5 separate regions of the Mus musculus genome follow, and regions 1, 2, 3 and 5 are each linked to region 4. Evidence: chromatin contacts called from public capture Hi-C and promoter capture Hi-C data. All regions are on one chromosome and are shown on one strand. Each heading gives the region's core, a stretch centred on a gene start, on an enhancer-like site or on the middle of the called end of the contact. The rest is flanking DNA. Distances are from core to core; before and after follow the strand shown.

What was found. Promoter capture Hi-C pulls out the DNA fragments that hold promoters and counts their contacts. Capture Hi-C pulls out chosen DNA fragments and counts their contacts.
Region 1: a capture Hi-C map of embryonic stem cells shows a contact between it and region 4, with 5 times the contacts expected there. The contact joins the promoter of Edn3 here to the promoter of Rab22a in region 4. A contact is called at or near these places in 1 of 39 promoter capture datasets (liver) and 1 of 9 other capture datasets (embryonic stem cells).
Region 2: a promoter capture Hi-C map of hippocampal neurons shows a contact between it and region 4, with 5 times the contacts expected there. The contact joins the enhancer-like site here to the promoter of Rab22a in region 4. A contact is called at or near these places in 5 of 39 promoter capture datasets (the 3T3-L1 cell line, hippocampal neurons, liver and 2 more), 1 of 484 Hi-C or Micro-C datasets (adipose-derived mesenchymal stem cells) and 2 of 115 datasets of contacts at active chromatin or transcription factors (astrocytes and large pre-B cells).
Region 3: a promoter capture Hi-C map of the HPC-7 cell line shows a contact between it and region 4, with 4 times the contacts expected there. The contact joins the enhancer-like site here to the promoter of Rab22a in region 4. A contact is called at or near these places in 4 of 39 promoter capture datasets (the C10 cell line, the HPC-7 cell line, hippocampal neurons and 1 more) and 1 of 9 other capture datasets (adipose tissue).
Region 5: a promoter capture Hi-C map of pre-B cells shows a contact between it and region 4, with 2.6 times the contacts expected there. The contact joins the promoter of Cass4 here to the promoter of Rab22a in region 4. A contact is called at or near these places in 1 of 39 promoter capture datasets (pre-B cells) and 1 of 9 other capture datasets (liver).

The regions. Positions count from the first base shown.
Region 1 is chr2:174,759,328-174,762,027 of GRCm38.p6, forward strand. It overlaps Edn3 (endothelin 3), which reads left to right and starts at 1,292. Exons shown (of 5, transcript NM_007903.5): 1 at 1,292-1,691; 2 at 2,186-2,498. The coding sequence starts at 1,640.
Region 2 is chr2:174,672,580-174,675,279 of GRCm38.p6, forward strand. The region is part of intron 3 of Zfp831 (zinc finger protein 831); the gene reads left to right. Among named protein-coding and RNA genes, the nearest start is that of Zfp831, 30 kb to the left of the region's middle. Within about 2 kb of position 1,347, at least 105 of the 459 cell types and tissues checked have an H3K27ac peak or open chromatin away from gene starts, as enhancers often do. A contact at or near this core is called in hippocampal neurons and liver, where this site is marked.
Region 3 is chr2:174,870,502-174,873,201 of GRCm38.p6, forward strand. No RefSeq gene overlaps it. Among named protein-coding and RNA genes, the nearest start is that of Gm30537, 8.5 kb to the right of the region's middle. Within about 2 kb of position 1,375, at least 44 of the 459 cell types and tissues checked have an H3K27ac peak or open chromatin away from gene starts, as enhancers often do. A contact at or near this core is called in the HPC-7 cell line, where this site is marked.
Region 4 is chr2:173,658,507-173,661,206 of GRCm38.p6, forward strand. It overlaps Rab22a (RAB22A, member RAS oncogene family), which reads left to right and starts at 1,339. Exons shown (of 7, transcript NM_024436.3): 1 at 1,339-1,635. The coding sequence starts at 1,600. It also overlaps the pseudogene Ppp4r1l-ps.
Region 5 is chr2:172,392,383-172,395,082 of GRCm38.p6, forward strand. Cass4 (Cas scaffolding protein family member 4) reads left to right here and starts at 1,262. Exons shown (of 7, transcript NM_001080820.3): 1 at 1,262-1,623. The coding sequence starts at 1,588.

The DNA of each region.
Region 1 (2,700 bases), core at 42-2,541, 1.1 Mb after region 4:
TACAGTGTCTTTTACTCTTAACCCTGATTCTCCACCTTTAACCTTCCTTATCTCAGCTGGAGTGAAGACCCAGGGCACACGTCCATCCAGGCAGTGTTTGCTTTGGCCACACCCACAGAGACCAGTGAAGACAACTGGGCTGTCAGTGCCCTCGACGATGGCAGATGGGTATTTTAATGGCAAGGAAAGAGAGAATAATAGATACTTCTCTTGACCTGGTGAAATCCAAGATGATTGTTAGGAGGTGGCACCTTGGAGGTGTCAGGTGGTAATAGCTAACCGGAGCACCGTGGCCTTCTACCACAATCCACCATTAAAGAAGAGCCATCCATGAGCCATGATAGACACCGGACATACTTGGACGTCCAAGACCTCAGAACTGGGAGCAGTATCTTTCTGTGTATGAGCCTTCAGTCTAAAGTGTCTTGCGACACACAGCAGTTCAAACCAACTGGCCTTTAGCTGGACTCCTTGGAGGCAGGGGCATTAGTCTCTTTCTACTTACCATCTGCTTTCTCATTTGCTGTGAGGCCTCAGTTTCCCTTCACATAGGATTCCCCATGGGACCACTTTGCCTGACTGGTTGGGGCTTCTTCTAATGACAAGTGTACCCCTTTCATGGCTTGCCTCATGAGAGCCACCTGGGCCACCTCTTTGGATTCTACTTTTTAGAATGCCAATCATTAGAAATATTGGCAGGGGGAGGAATGGCTTTGAAACCCACATTTTATGACAATAGTCAAAGGTTTGTAGACTCATTAAACTACCGCAGTGCCCTGAAAAGCAACACTTGTATGACTTTTGGAGAGAGGCCCCTCACTAAAGGGGCCAGTGAGGAAATAGGGCTCCCCCGAAACCGCTAACTCACGTTGAGTGGAATCTTTGTGACTTTGCTCTGGTCCTACAGCCCCACCTGTCACTTAGATCTTCCAGAGTCAGGGAGCTGGCTCGGGCACCCATGAATCAGAAGAGTAAAGTACACCCAGGGCCGTGGCACAAGGGCCCTCGGCAAGGGTAAGACCATTGGTGAATAGAACTTTTCCTTTAGACTGACTTCAAAGGAACAAGAAGCCAGCAGCCCTTCTGTGCAGCCCTTTCATGGTCTTGGTGCTCTTGGGGTGGGGGTGAGGTTGCTTTGGGCTGGGCAGGGGGTTTCAAGTGTGAGTCTATGTGTAAGTGAGCAGTGTGAGCACCGGCAGAGTGTGGCCTTCAAGCAGCTGTTCGGGCCTTCACCCTACCCCATCCACCCACGGGGAGCGCGGCGTCCCCGCCTCTCTCTACCCCTGGGTAAGCCTGGGGCGAATGCGCCTCTGGTCAGCTCCCCCCCTGCGCTTGCAAAGCGACCCCCGTGAGCCCCGGGTTCAAAGGCCCAGCGCGGCAGTTCCAGCCCCTCGGAGGGGCGGGGAGGCGAAGGGGGTGGTGCGGGAGCCAGAAAAGCCTGAGCCACAGCCGGCCAGCCCTGCGCAGGGATGGGCAGCGCGCTCTGAAAGTTCGTGACCGCCTCAGCCAAGTAACTCTGAGCCGGGACGCGCAGCTCAGGCAGCGACAGGACTCGAAAGCTGTAGCCAGTCTCACTACCCTTTTGCGGTCACAAGCGGCCACCCTCCAGGCCCGGTGCTCCCGCGCCTGATCGGGGTTCATGGAGCCGGGGCTGTGGCTCCTTCTCGGGCTCACAGTGACCTCCGCTGCAGGTAAGCGGGAGGGGCGGGGCGGCGCTCCTCTCCACGCGGGAGTGCACACAAAAGGAAGCCAGGCGCGGGTCTGTGTTGCGGGGAAGCTGATAAGTCTGGCTTTACACCCTGAAGTCTCCCAGGGGCGGGTAGAAGGGCCTGAAGACATAGCGATAACTTCCACTGGGTCTGGGGGTTTTCAGTTTGGGAGACTTTCTTTGGGCACTTTTCAGAGACTATACAAAAATTTTTTTGAGTTTTACCCAGTGAAGAACAAATAGCTTTCAGATTTCACAGGGACTGCAATAACTCTCAAGTTTTTACTGAATGTGCACGGAGCTTTGTAAACTTTTTAAGGCATTTGGCTTAGTTTGGAGACTTGGGGAAAATGCAACCAGCCTCCTCCAGACATTGCAGAAGTTTGGTTGAGTCTCATTCTGGTTTGGGGGGCGGGGTAGTGGGTGCCAAGAACTCTGTGTCAGCAGCTTAGGAGCCCTTCAATCCTCCTCCTGCAGGACTTGTGCCTTGCCCCCAGTCTGGGGACTCTGGCAGAGCCAGTGTGTCCCAGGGTCCCCCTGAAGCTGGATCAGAGAGGGGCTGTGAAGAGACTGTGGCTGGCCCTGGTGAGAGGATTGTGTCCCCAACAGTTGCACTGCCTGCACAGCCTGAAAGCGCTGGGCAGGAACGGGCACCAGGCAGGTCTGGGAAACAAGAGGACAAGGGGCTGCCTGCACACCACCGCCCTCGCCGCTGCACGTGCTTCACTTACAAGGACAAGGAGTGTGTCTACTATTGCCACCTGGACATCATCTGGATTAACACTCCTGAGTGAGTTGGCCTAGGGGTTTGGGGGAGGAGTGTGGCTCTGTGCCAGGCCTAAGGCTTCAGGGGTTTTTGCTCAGACCTCAGCCCACCTCATTCAGATCCCTGAATCTACCACAGTGCAGCATTCAGCTCCTGCAGTGGCTCCAGGCAGCATGACTCCTATCACAGGCCAGGGGCAACCCACCTCCCCTCTGAGAACCTAGTT
Region 2 (2,700 bases), core at 97-2,596, 1.0 Mb after region 4:
CCCACATCACAGGATCCTCTAGGTCCAACAGGGAGCGAGGTCTTGGCAGAGAGCTGTTACAAAATGACAGTACTCTGTAGCGTGTGACCAGGGTAGCAAACAGTAGGGGGCGCTACCGTTTTCACCCCACATCTAGAGAAGATGTCTTTAGGCCACAGGAGTGAGCCAGAAGTTGTGGAGTCTCATTCCGCTGCCAGGGACTGGGTCCCTAGTGCGACACAGAGAAGGCTAGGGTATTTATGCTTCATGTACATCTCTGATGGATGTTCCAGAGGGAGCTCAAAAAGTCACTGGTGCTCTGCTTAAGGTCCCCAACCTCCAGACAAGGTTCCCCTCTCCTGTTGGCCTTCACCTCAACCTTGGATGCTGGCAGGGAGCTCAGAGAATCAGCTCCAACAACAAGCAGCTTCCTGCTTCCGCATTTGAGGGTTTCCGCCAAATGTTTTTCCTCACCTGAGTTTCGATATGGCCTTTGGGGTCAGAGGTGGCTGCCAAGGTTACCCACCTCCCCATCCTCACTGGCAGGGAGTCGTGCCCAAGTTCATAGTGGATGAAAAGATAGGTTCCTAGATAGCCCCCTCTCTGCTAAAACTCTTAAAATGTTGTTTGTTTGTTTGTTTTTAACTTTCAGTTTTGTTTTGTTTTTTGTTTTTTTTGTCCCAGCCCAAAGGCATTAGCTTTTGATGGCTACGAGGCACCTGACATGCTGGAGACGGACAAAGCCACCTCTGAGCACGAACATTTGAAATTATTAAGTGTTCATTAAAGCACCCCCGGGCGCACAGTGCTCTTAGGGATGTTAGCGTCTCAATTTTCTATAATTTCCTTATTTTTCTCTTCTAGCTAAAGGCAGATGAAAAACGAACTCGGTGCATTTGAGTCTCTGAATCATAGTTAATGTGCGACGCCCCCTCCCTTAACTGCGCTGTTTCCCTCTGCCTCCTCCAGTCTCCTTCCCTATCAATTGGATAAACTTCTTAATCCGTTTAACCCCTACTCTGACTGCCACTCGGGAAATGCATGCAAAGACCCCCGACCAGCTCTCTCTACACCCTGACTCGCTTTGGGCAGGGGTCTGCGGGCTGGGAGCTGTAGAAAAATCGAGAAGACTGCAGCACTGCATCCCCGGCGCCGGCAGGAACTCGGGGGCAGCTGTCTGGCAGGTGGCTGCAGGCTGGGGTGCAGAGCAGACCCTACGCAGCCACCCACGACCCCCAGCCCCATCGCTAGGCTTCCGGGGGGACTAGGGAGCTGCGGCTGTGCATGGACTGTTCTGGAAAAACACCAAGCTCCAATCCCCCTCCCATCCGCCCTCCTGTGACTCTGGTCTTACATGAGCAGAGAGGGAACAACAGCTAAAAGCTGTTTTTCTCTTTCCCTTTCTTTTTATTTTTTTGACAACAACCTCACATAACCTCAAAAAGTTACCCATGAATTTACCAAAAACTTTTTATGAAACTACTTTAACCTCTGGTGGGGGTTAAAAACAAGCTCTGTGGATTTATTATCCGGGGGAAAAAAAAAAAAGCGAAGCATGACTCTGTATTTGCTGGAAAATCGTCTACCAAGCTTCAACGGCGCCCCCTACAGCTGCCTGCGAGGAATAGCCAGCGCCGACTGCAGCAGGAGCTGCAGGCTGCCCAGGACCTGGCAGGACCTGATCCCCGGCGGGTGATTGGACCCCCTCCACTGCACCCCGGGTCTGCTCCGAACCCGGACACCTTGCTGGGTCTTAGTTTATATTTTTTGAAGTTCAAATGGCTAAACCAGGAGCAGGCTAATCGCCAGCAGGGTTTGTACTGCCAGCCTCGGCTGGACCCCTGCAGAGCAGGCGAAGCTTACAGTCTGAGCACGCAGGCGACCCTTGCTTGTTTGTTCCTTTTTGCTGCTTTCACGTAAATGCCACCCAGATGTACTGAAGGAAGAATGATGACCCCCAGAGGAATAAGGACAGGAGTATAGGCAGGGGCCTCGTAGGAGGCTGAGACCCAGAGAAGCTGAGCATTGCAGAGAGCAGGGTGAGAGATGGGAAAAGAGAAGACCGGGGGATGGGGTGAGGGTCCCTGTGAGAAGGAACGTGGATATGGTCAGCAACCACCCTCCCAACTTCAAAACACCCCAGCTCTCCCTCAGAACCGTGTTTTTAGGAAGCACATGGAAGGAAAGAAAGAAAGAAAAAGAAAAAGAAAAAAAAAGCCGTTCAGAAAAACAAATGTAAATCAGAGACAGAGGAGCGGGCGCTGCAGCCTGCCCAGAAGAGGCAGTAGCATGCGGCACTCAGATTCTCTGGTCCCTCACACCTGAGTCCTGCTGCTAAGGACTGAGCTTTGCTTCAGAACTGAGAGAGAAAGAAAGAGGGAGGGAGGGAGGGAGGGAGGGAGGAAGGAAGGAAGGAAGGAAGGAAGGAAGGAAGGAAGGAAGGAAGGAAGGAAGGAAGGACAAAACCCAACAAAACAAAACAAAACAAAACAAAACAAAACAAAACAAAACAAATGCAAAAACCAAACTATCATCCGGGTAATCTTAGCTCCTATACAGGGAGAAAGCCAGCTCTGGTCTCTATGAGAAAAATCTAGAATTTGACAGTAAATAGATCTTCCAGTGTTTACATGATGGTAATTCAAACTCTCTCTCTCTCTCTCTCTCTCTCTCTCTCTCTCTCTGTCTCTGTCTCTGTCTCTCTCTCTCTGTCTCTCTCTC
Region 3 (2,700 bases), core at 125-2,624, 1.2 Mb after region 4:
GAATGGTCTGTGAGGAAGGGAGAAAGAAGGGAAAAGAGAGGGAGGGAAGGGCATGGCGGTGGCTTATTCTGAGGTAGGGGACAGGCAAGAAGGGACAAATGCATTCCTGGAGAAGGGCTGGCCTTTTCGCAGCCTCTTCTGCCCTTACCATGGTGCACGTTTTCCAATTTAAATTTGAGCTAAATTAAACTAATTTCGCTTCATGGAACCTCAGAATTAACGGATGGTCCAATGACCTCAAAAGAGCTGAAGTGCAAGAATACAAGTCCTCGCGCGCGCGGTGGGATAATGGAAAATGTTTATGGGTTCTGACCTGCTCAGCCACCGCTGGGTTTGTGAAATTAGCACATTTGGGTACCAGTGTGTATTTCTCCTCCTCCAAACAAAACAAGAACAACAGATAGGGGTGTGTGCCCCTGGCTCCCATGGGCACCCTGGCACTGTGTTTGCAGGTGTCAGCACCTGCTTCTGAGTTATCTGCACCTCTCATCTGCCCCTCTCTGGCAAGGCAGCTCCCAAGGGAAAGCACGGCCTTAATTAAATTATCGAGAATTATTTTAAGTTTCATGTTCTCCCTCATGTTACTAAAAAGTGTTTGCTGTCATAATGAAGACCGCATGTGCCCTGGATCTAATTATTAAACCGTTAGATTGTTTCATAATTCCTATTAGCTGCTTTGGTGAGAAAAGGCAGATGTATTCTTTCTTTCTCGCTTTGACATTTATTTTCTGTCAATGTGGTTTGTCTCCGCCTGAAGGAGCTGAGCACGTATAGTGGTCTTAGTGGGGGCTGGAGGCTTGCTGGCTGGAGCTGGGCACTGGCACCCCCACCGTCCATTGGCTCCCCACCCCCACCCCGTGTCGGCCTGGGGTAGGAACCCAGGCTAAGTTCCTCAAAACTGTGTTTCATTCTGTACCAGAGTGACTGACTGGCCTTATTGCTGGGGCACACCCACCGGTCCCTTGGGACCTCGTGCCAGGCCTGCCTACTTTCCTTAACGCCTCTAAATGTCTAGTCTATAAAAGATCAACATAAAACAGCCCAAGTAGAATAAGTAGATGTTTGATTACATTCTAGAAGGTTCTATTACTTCAACTAGGAAGCTTCGAGGCACTCCCTCGTCATAAAGTTTAAGTCATCACAGCTAACTAAGCAAAACAGATGTGTCTCCAAATGCAAGCTAAAACATTATAAGAAAACAGAGGACAAATTACAGTAATTTGTGGTGCCTGTGGATGTGTGTGTAAAATCACGAATAATTGGAAGCAAGATTAGTGAAGTCTTTTCAGAATGTTCTACCATGAAATATGTTCTGGAGCGGGGTGTGTGTGTGTGTGTGTGTGTGTGTGTGTGTGTGTGTGTGTGTGCCAGCTTTGGGGTTTGCAGTTGCCAAGATCTCAAGGCCCTAAACACTGGTCCTAGGGTGAGGCTCCCATGCTGACCGCTTCAGTAATCCCCCTAGGGAAGAGATCATCTGCTGTGTGCCCCCCCCCAAAAGCAGGGCTTGTTAGGCCCTAGGCCCAACTGTAATTTGATTTTTGTTCCCCTGAGACAGCGCTGATTAGGGCCGTCAATTAACTGAATCAGTTCCAGGAAAAGCTGGAGTTGCAGGCAGCCTGGTGTGCTTCAAGATACTGGAAGGGTATGTGGGCTACAGCTGCAGGAATGCTAGGAGCCTGTCATCTAGGGCTGACCTTAGGCTGCAAACAGACAACAGCTTTGTTCTTTCCTGAGACCTCATTGCTGAGAGCTGTGGCCCTCATTCACTCCAGTGCTGGATACTCAGAGAGAATGGAAGGAGGCCGTCAGGTGAGGTGGAGGTGCTGGCAGCGTTGGTGGCTGCAGACTGCCTGCGATTGTTAGAACCATCTCCTGGTGCTCATTCTTAGCATGGACATGCCAGCCAAATCCTCCCCTGCATGCCGGAGGGCTCCAGGGTTAGGCATGGCCATGTTATTCTGCGTCTGGGTCCTGAGGCTGCCAGCAGCACCTTGGTTTCTGCATCCCAACACATGGAGCTGATCACCCCCAAGCAGATGCTGCATTCAGAGGCCTCGAAACCTCATCGTGAACCATTTGGGAGAAACCCAAAGACTTCCCCTCCTGGAAAGGCAACTCTGGCCAAGAGTAATGTCAGCGGCCCTTCTCAGGAGGACCCCAAAGTTGCACGCGGTACTTTCTCAAAAGCTGGAGGCCAACTCAAGGAAGCCTAAGTTAGAAGTTCAGTGAGCACAGACCAGCGTGCCATGCTCGAGTCAATCCCCAGGCTACAGAAAGACAGACACCCTCACAGGCCCTTGAAAGGCAAGAGATGGCTCAATAAGTGGGTTAATTTGCATTTAATACAAGTACAAATTGCAGCAACCTCCAACCATAGCAACGAGCAATTACATTAGGCTGAAATTAAATGGGGGAGGGGGTTAGGGAATACAACAAGTCCCTTCTTGGCTTTGAGAACAGTGGGAGAATGAATGACCCTGTGACTTCATGGACAAGTACAGAACTCCTTGCTTGAAAGAACACACTCTTTAAAAAAAAAAAAAACACACACACCTATTTGTTTATTTTATACACAAACACACACACCTGGGTATGTGTACCCCATGTGCATTCAGCAGCCTGTGAAGGCCAGGAGAGAGCAACAGAGTCTCTGGAACTGAGCTAACAGAGCATGATATGAGCCACTGTGTGGGTGCTGGG
Region 4 (2,700 bases), core at 89-2,588:
CACACACACACACACTCAGGGATCAAATGTGCTCAACACTGCAATGGTCTACCAAACATTCTCAGTCAACATCAACTCCTGTCAGGGAGTTTCAGGTAGGGAAGGGAAGGGGACAGAAGTAACTCCTAGGGCTGGGACTCAGGAAGCCCCAGTTGACTGTGGTGATTTGTGTCATCTGAGGTGATTTGACCTCAACCACCAGCAAGCCTCCCTGGGTTTTTTTTTTTTTTTTTTCCTGCTCCCCTCTGGCTTGTGAGGGAGATCTAGTTCATCTTTGTAAATTCATAAGCCCAACAAATGGCCCGAGCAAGTAGAGGTAGGCGCTGAAAAACTATATTGGATAGACAAGCCAAAGCTTCGTTTGTCCATTAGCCACAAATTGGAACTTGCACTTCGAAGGTGGCATCTCTCTCAGCTACTGTCTCTTAAAATAATTCCAGAGAAGAAGTGGAGGCTGAGAAGGGTCAAGTGGAAGAGACCCACTCAAAACATGGAAAGCAGTGGGCTCCATGAAGACATGGAGCTGGCCAGGCCCACAAGTAGGGCGTCACTCCCAAGCCCTAACTAGGAACCCAAGGAGGTTCCTCCCAGGTTGGGATTGGCTTTCCCTCTCACAGCTCCTAGCGCAGCCAGAGGAGAAAGTGACAGGAAGACAAAGTTTCCAACAGACCCAAGTCCTAGCCCAGGAGGGAAGGGCACCTGAGAAGAAGCGGGCTCGAGATAGGCTCGACCTGAGGCTCCTGTCCCGTCTAAGTGCACCCCACAGTCCTCTGGGAGGGACCCAAGGAGGGGCGGGGCGCCCCAACTGTTACTTACAGTCCTCTAAGTCATCCTGCAAGTCCACAAAGTACAGAGGGATCTCTGAAAAAAAATCAAAAGACACACAAGGAGCTACACGGGGCTGCGCGGGCGGCGAGTCCCGGGCTCGTGCGGAGGTGGGGTGAGGGGGGCTCTCGGGGAGGGGAAGGGGAGCCGTCGGAGACCCCTGAGCCTAGACCCCACTCACCCGCCATCTTAGGATGTGCCAGAGGGCGGGGCTGGAGGCGGGGGCGAGCCCAGAGGCCACGCCCATCCCTCGCGCTCCGCCCACCAGCCTGGCCTCACTCACCCGCCGCCATCTTGGGACGGGTGGAAGGTGGAGCTAGAGGCGTGGTAGCTTCAAGATTACGCCCCATCCCGCCCCGCCCACTCCTTAGAGAAGATGGGGCTGAGGCGGAGCTGGAGGGTGGGGCGACGCTGAGGCTCCGCCCATTGGTGCTCCGCCCACCCGCCTGTGAGCTGCGAGCCGGCCGCCCCGCCCTCGCGGAGAAGGTGGCTGCCGAAGTGGGCGGGGAGGTCAGGTGACCCAGCTGGCGTCCCAAGATGGCGGCGGCGGTAGCGCCCGGGAGGCCAAGGCGGTGTCCCGGCTGTTGAGGTGACTCCGCCGGACAAGTGACGGGGTCGGCCGGACCGGAGGGCGGCGGCGGACGCACGGCCGCCCGGAGTGCTCGGCCGGGACTTGGCGGTGAGGCGGCGGCGCCGGGGGATGCTGGTGCTGGGCCGGGCCTCTCCCTCCTCAACTTAGGGCGGCGGCGGGCCCGCACCCCTGGTTCCCGGGCCATGGCGCTGAGGGAACTTAAAGTGTGCCTGCTCGGGGTAAGTTGCAGCGGGCGGGGTCCGGAGGGTCGCGGAGGCCGGGCGGGCGGGCCCCGGCACTCCAGGGCCCCTTGCACCCCTTTACGCTCAGCGCGGGACGCAGCCCCCCACAGACCCCTTAGGGCGGCGGGACCAGCAGGCTGTGCCCCACCCAAGGCCCCCAGGTGTCAGGGTGGCCCCCGGCGCCCCGGAGCGACGCCCTCTTTCCATCCCACAGTGAAGTAGCCCACAGGTAGTTTCCTTCCAACTTTGCGAGGGACACCTTTAAAGTTAGACAAGTTTCTGAAAGTTAACCCTCCCCAGCAGGGCTTTGGGTTTTATGCGCACACTTGGCCTCCTTTCAGCAATGTGGGATGGTTTTGAACTTTTGGGACGTCTTTGACACTTCTGCAAGAGTTACTTTCCATTAAAGTTCACTCTTCACTAGAACAGGGAGGAGTTACCAGGACTTTGAAGGTTCAGCTTCCGGTCCTCTCACAGTAGTTTGGCCTTTTCAGAGCCTTCTAATGATCTCCTTCCTGAGTTTCTGTTTTAATGACTGAAAAAAAAAAAATTCCAATAACTACATGGTTTTTGCCCCTTAGCAGGGTGGGGCTAGGGTTCATCCCGATTACTCCGCAACTTGGGAGCGCATAGTTTTACTGGTATATGTTAAAAGGCCAGTGAGTCCAGTCACCTTTCACACAGGACAGGCATTGAAGAGGCCTTTTTACTTTGGGAGGGAGCAGGAGTTCAGTCTTAGAGACTAAACCTAAACCTTGTACATCCTAGGCAAGTCCCGCCACTGAGTTGTGTGTCCCCAGTTTGCTTGCTTCTATTTTTTTAGCAGGATCTCCAGAAGTTGCCCAGGATAGCCTTGAAATCTCAGCCTCAGCAGGCCTTGAACTTGGAACCCTCCTGCCTCTGCCTCCCAGATTTGCTAAGATCGCAGTCCTGTAGCACTAGGCCGTCGTAGGTCTTTCCGGAGGTCCTAGTGTCACTTAAGAACTGCAGAATCCTTCCCCAGTACTTTCAAGATGGTTTCTCACTAGTTGGCCATGACTGGCACTGTGCTCAGTTCTTAGG
Region 5 (2,700 bases), core at 12-2,511, 1.3 Mb before region 4:
GCCTAGAACTCTGAGGTGGCCCAGAACAGCCTTAAAGTCGCAGCTGTTCTCCTGTCTCAGCACTGTAGATGTGGGGGTGGGAGCATGCCCGGTTCTACATTTGTCTAGAGCCTGTTCATCCTGTCTAGTCATTGTCACCCCCTTTCGCTACTGTCGCCTGCAGATTGCTGATCACTGGTTCCTTAAAGACCATTTAAAATAGAGACAGCATTCTATCTGTTTGCTTGTTTTGATTGCATTTATTTTATCTGGGGAGGGAAGTATGCACACGAGTGGCAGTATGCATGCAGAGGTCAGAAAGACAGCTTGCAGGAGTCCTCTTCTCCCACCGTGTAATTCCAATAACTCCAACAAGTTTTCAGCTTAGCAGCTGACAGCTTCACCCACTGAACCATCTCACTGGTTCAATTTTTTTAAATTTACTTTTTTTTTCCACTTTGAGTTCGGGGCTGGCCCCAAACTTACTTTGTAAGTCAGGCTATCATTAAACTCACTGAGATTAGCCAGCCTCTGCTTTCTGGGAGTGCTGGTATCAAAGGAGAGTGCCACCGTGGTCTGGCTATGGCATGCTTTTTAAATCTCACACCTGGGAGGCAAAAATAGGTGGGTCTTGGTGAGTTTAAGGCCAGCCTGGTCTACAGATCGAATCCCAGGGGAGCTGGGAGGAGCTGCTTAGAAGAGGGGACCCTTATGCTGAAATGAAATGAAGCCTAAGCTAGTTTTGGGTTTTTGTTTTGTTTTCTTATTTGTTTGTTTGGTTTTTTTGGGGTTGTTTGTTTGTTTGTTTGTTTTTGGTTTTGGTTTTGTTTGTTTTTTGGTTTTTTTTTTTTTGTACTCCGTGGCTCCTCTCTGGATATTGGGTCTGAGTTGAGGGAAACTTTAAACTTGGGAAGTCGTGAGGACTCCACTTCATGAGTTCAGAGCACTCGCTTGACACAAAGAGCCAAGTGTGGGGCAGTATCTGGTGCTCTCAGCAGCGCCCGCTAAAATATAACCACGGAGAATTGGAGTGAAGGTGTAGAAAACGTGGGGTTCAGAGCAGGGCAGTTTACTCCTGTTACCCCAGCTGTCACACCGCAGGGGACAGGAAGGAAGACATGCTGACCCTCAGCGGAAGTCCAGCAGCTTTGCTTCATCATGGAAATGTGTTGCCTCGCTGGGTGGGAATTGTTCCATTAGTCTTCAAGGGACAAGAATGCGGTGTGATCCTACGCTGGGCTGCTCAAAGTAGGAACTTCACCTTGTAAAGCAGAAGGGTGGGTTTTTTTTTTTTTTTTTTTTTCTCCTTCTTCTTCTTTTGTGGTTTCACACAGCAAAGGAGTGTCAGCCTCCACTTACCATGAAGTGGGACAGCAGGCATGGAGGCGTGGGTGTGGCCTGAAGCTCTGGCCCCGCCTCCCCCGTTCCTTTCATTTGACTCTCTTTACTTGAAAGAATCATCTCGACTGTTTCCATGTGTTGGCAAACAGTTCCATAGAATCCAGCTCCTGGGAACCAGCCAGCAGCATGCAGTGATATTGCATCATTGGTCCCTGGAACCAGATATATCAGCGGCAGAACTCCGAGGACCCTGCTCACATCACAGCCATGAGAGGCACCAGCATCAGAGAGGGTGCGCCCAAGGTGAGTGACTGATTGGGGCTGAGTGCATGAGAGCAACAGTTGACTCAACTGTTTTTATCTTTGGGTCTCTAATGAACACGAAGGGTAGGTTATTAGTGGCAGGCAGGTTTGGAATGAGAAAGCTTTGCTCTTTACCAGTTGTTGGTTTCAAGATGACTGGAAATGATGGGGTGAAATCGGCAGGAGGCAGACAGCCCAAGCCCCCACTGTGTGTCTCTTCACCACTCAGCAAACTTCTTAAACATTCTCTCTTTCTCTGCATCCTGAAGGTGCTTAGTGTGGCTCTCAAGGATTCTGACTGGCTTGGGGCACTCACTTCTCTTGAATAGAGAGAGCTTAGACCTTGGCTCTACTCTTGCTAACTCCAATAAGGACACCCATGAACTGCCTTCGTGTTCCTTTGGGCGCTGGGGACTGGAACTCTGGTACAAACTGCAAGTCTGGGCCAGGAACCAAGAGACGGTCCTATAGCATATGTATAGCATGGCACACTGCTAACCCAAGAAGGGCACTGGAGCCTGAGATGTGACGATGGTACTTGCAATACAGGCATAAGGACCTGAATTCAGTACCCAGTACCCACATAAAAAAACAAAAAACAAAAAACAAAAACAAACAAAAAAAACAGGCATGAAAGCGTGTACCTGTAACCCCAGAGACGGCAAGGAGGTGACAGCAAGGTCCCTGTAGTTCTCTGGCCAGCATCCCTAAGACAAGCAACTCCAACTCCACACACACACACACACACACACACACACACACACACACACACACACACAAATAAAGTGGGTGGGTGATGGAGAAGGACATTGTGACATCAACTTTTGGGTTTCACACACCCATACTGTATGCGGGGGCTTGGGGAGAAGGAGGAGAGATCACAAGGAAAGTGAAGCTCACAGTCGTTGCTTTTCTGTCCCCTCCTATTCTTTCAAAATGTGATAGAATGGTAGATACAAAAGAGCCATGAAACAGTTGCTAAATGGGAGGCTGCTTGCCGGAATTAAATGTTGCTTGTCATTGTGATAGTAACAAGTGTTGGGCGTGGGATCCAGGGCTGGGGTCTGTGGCGACTCC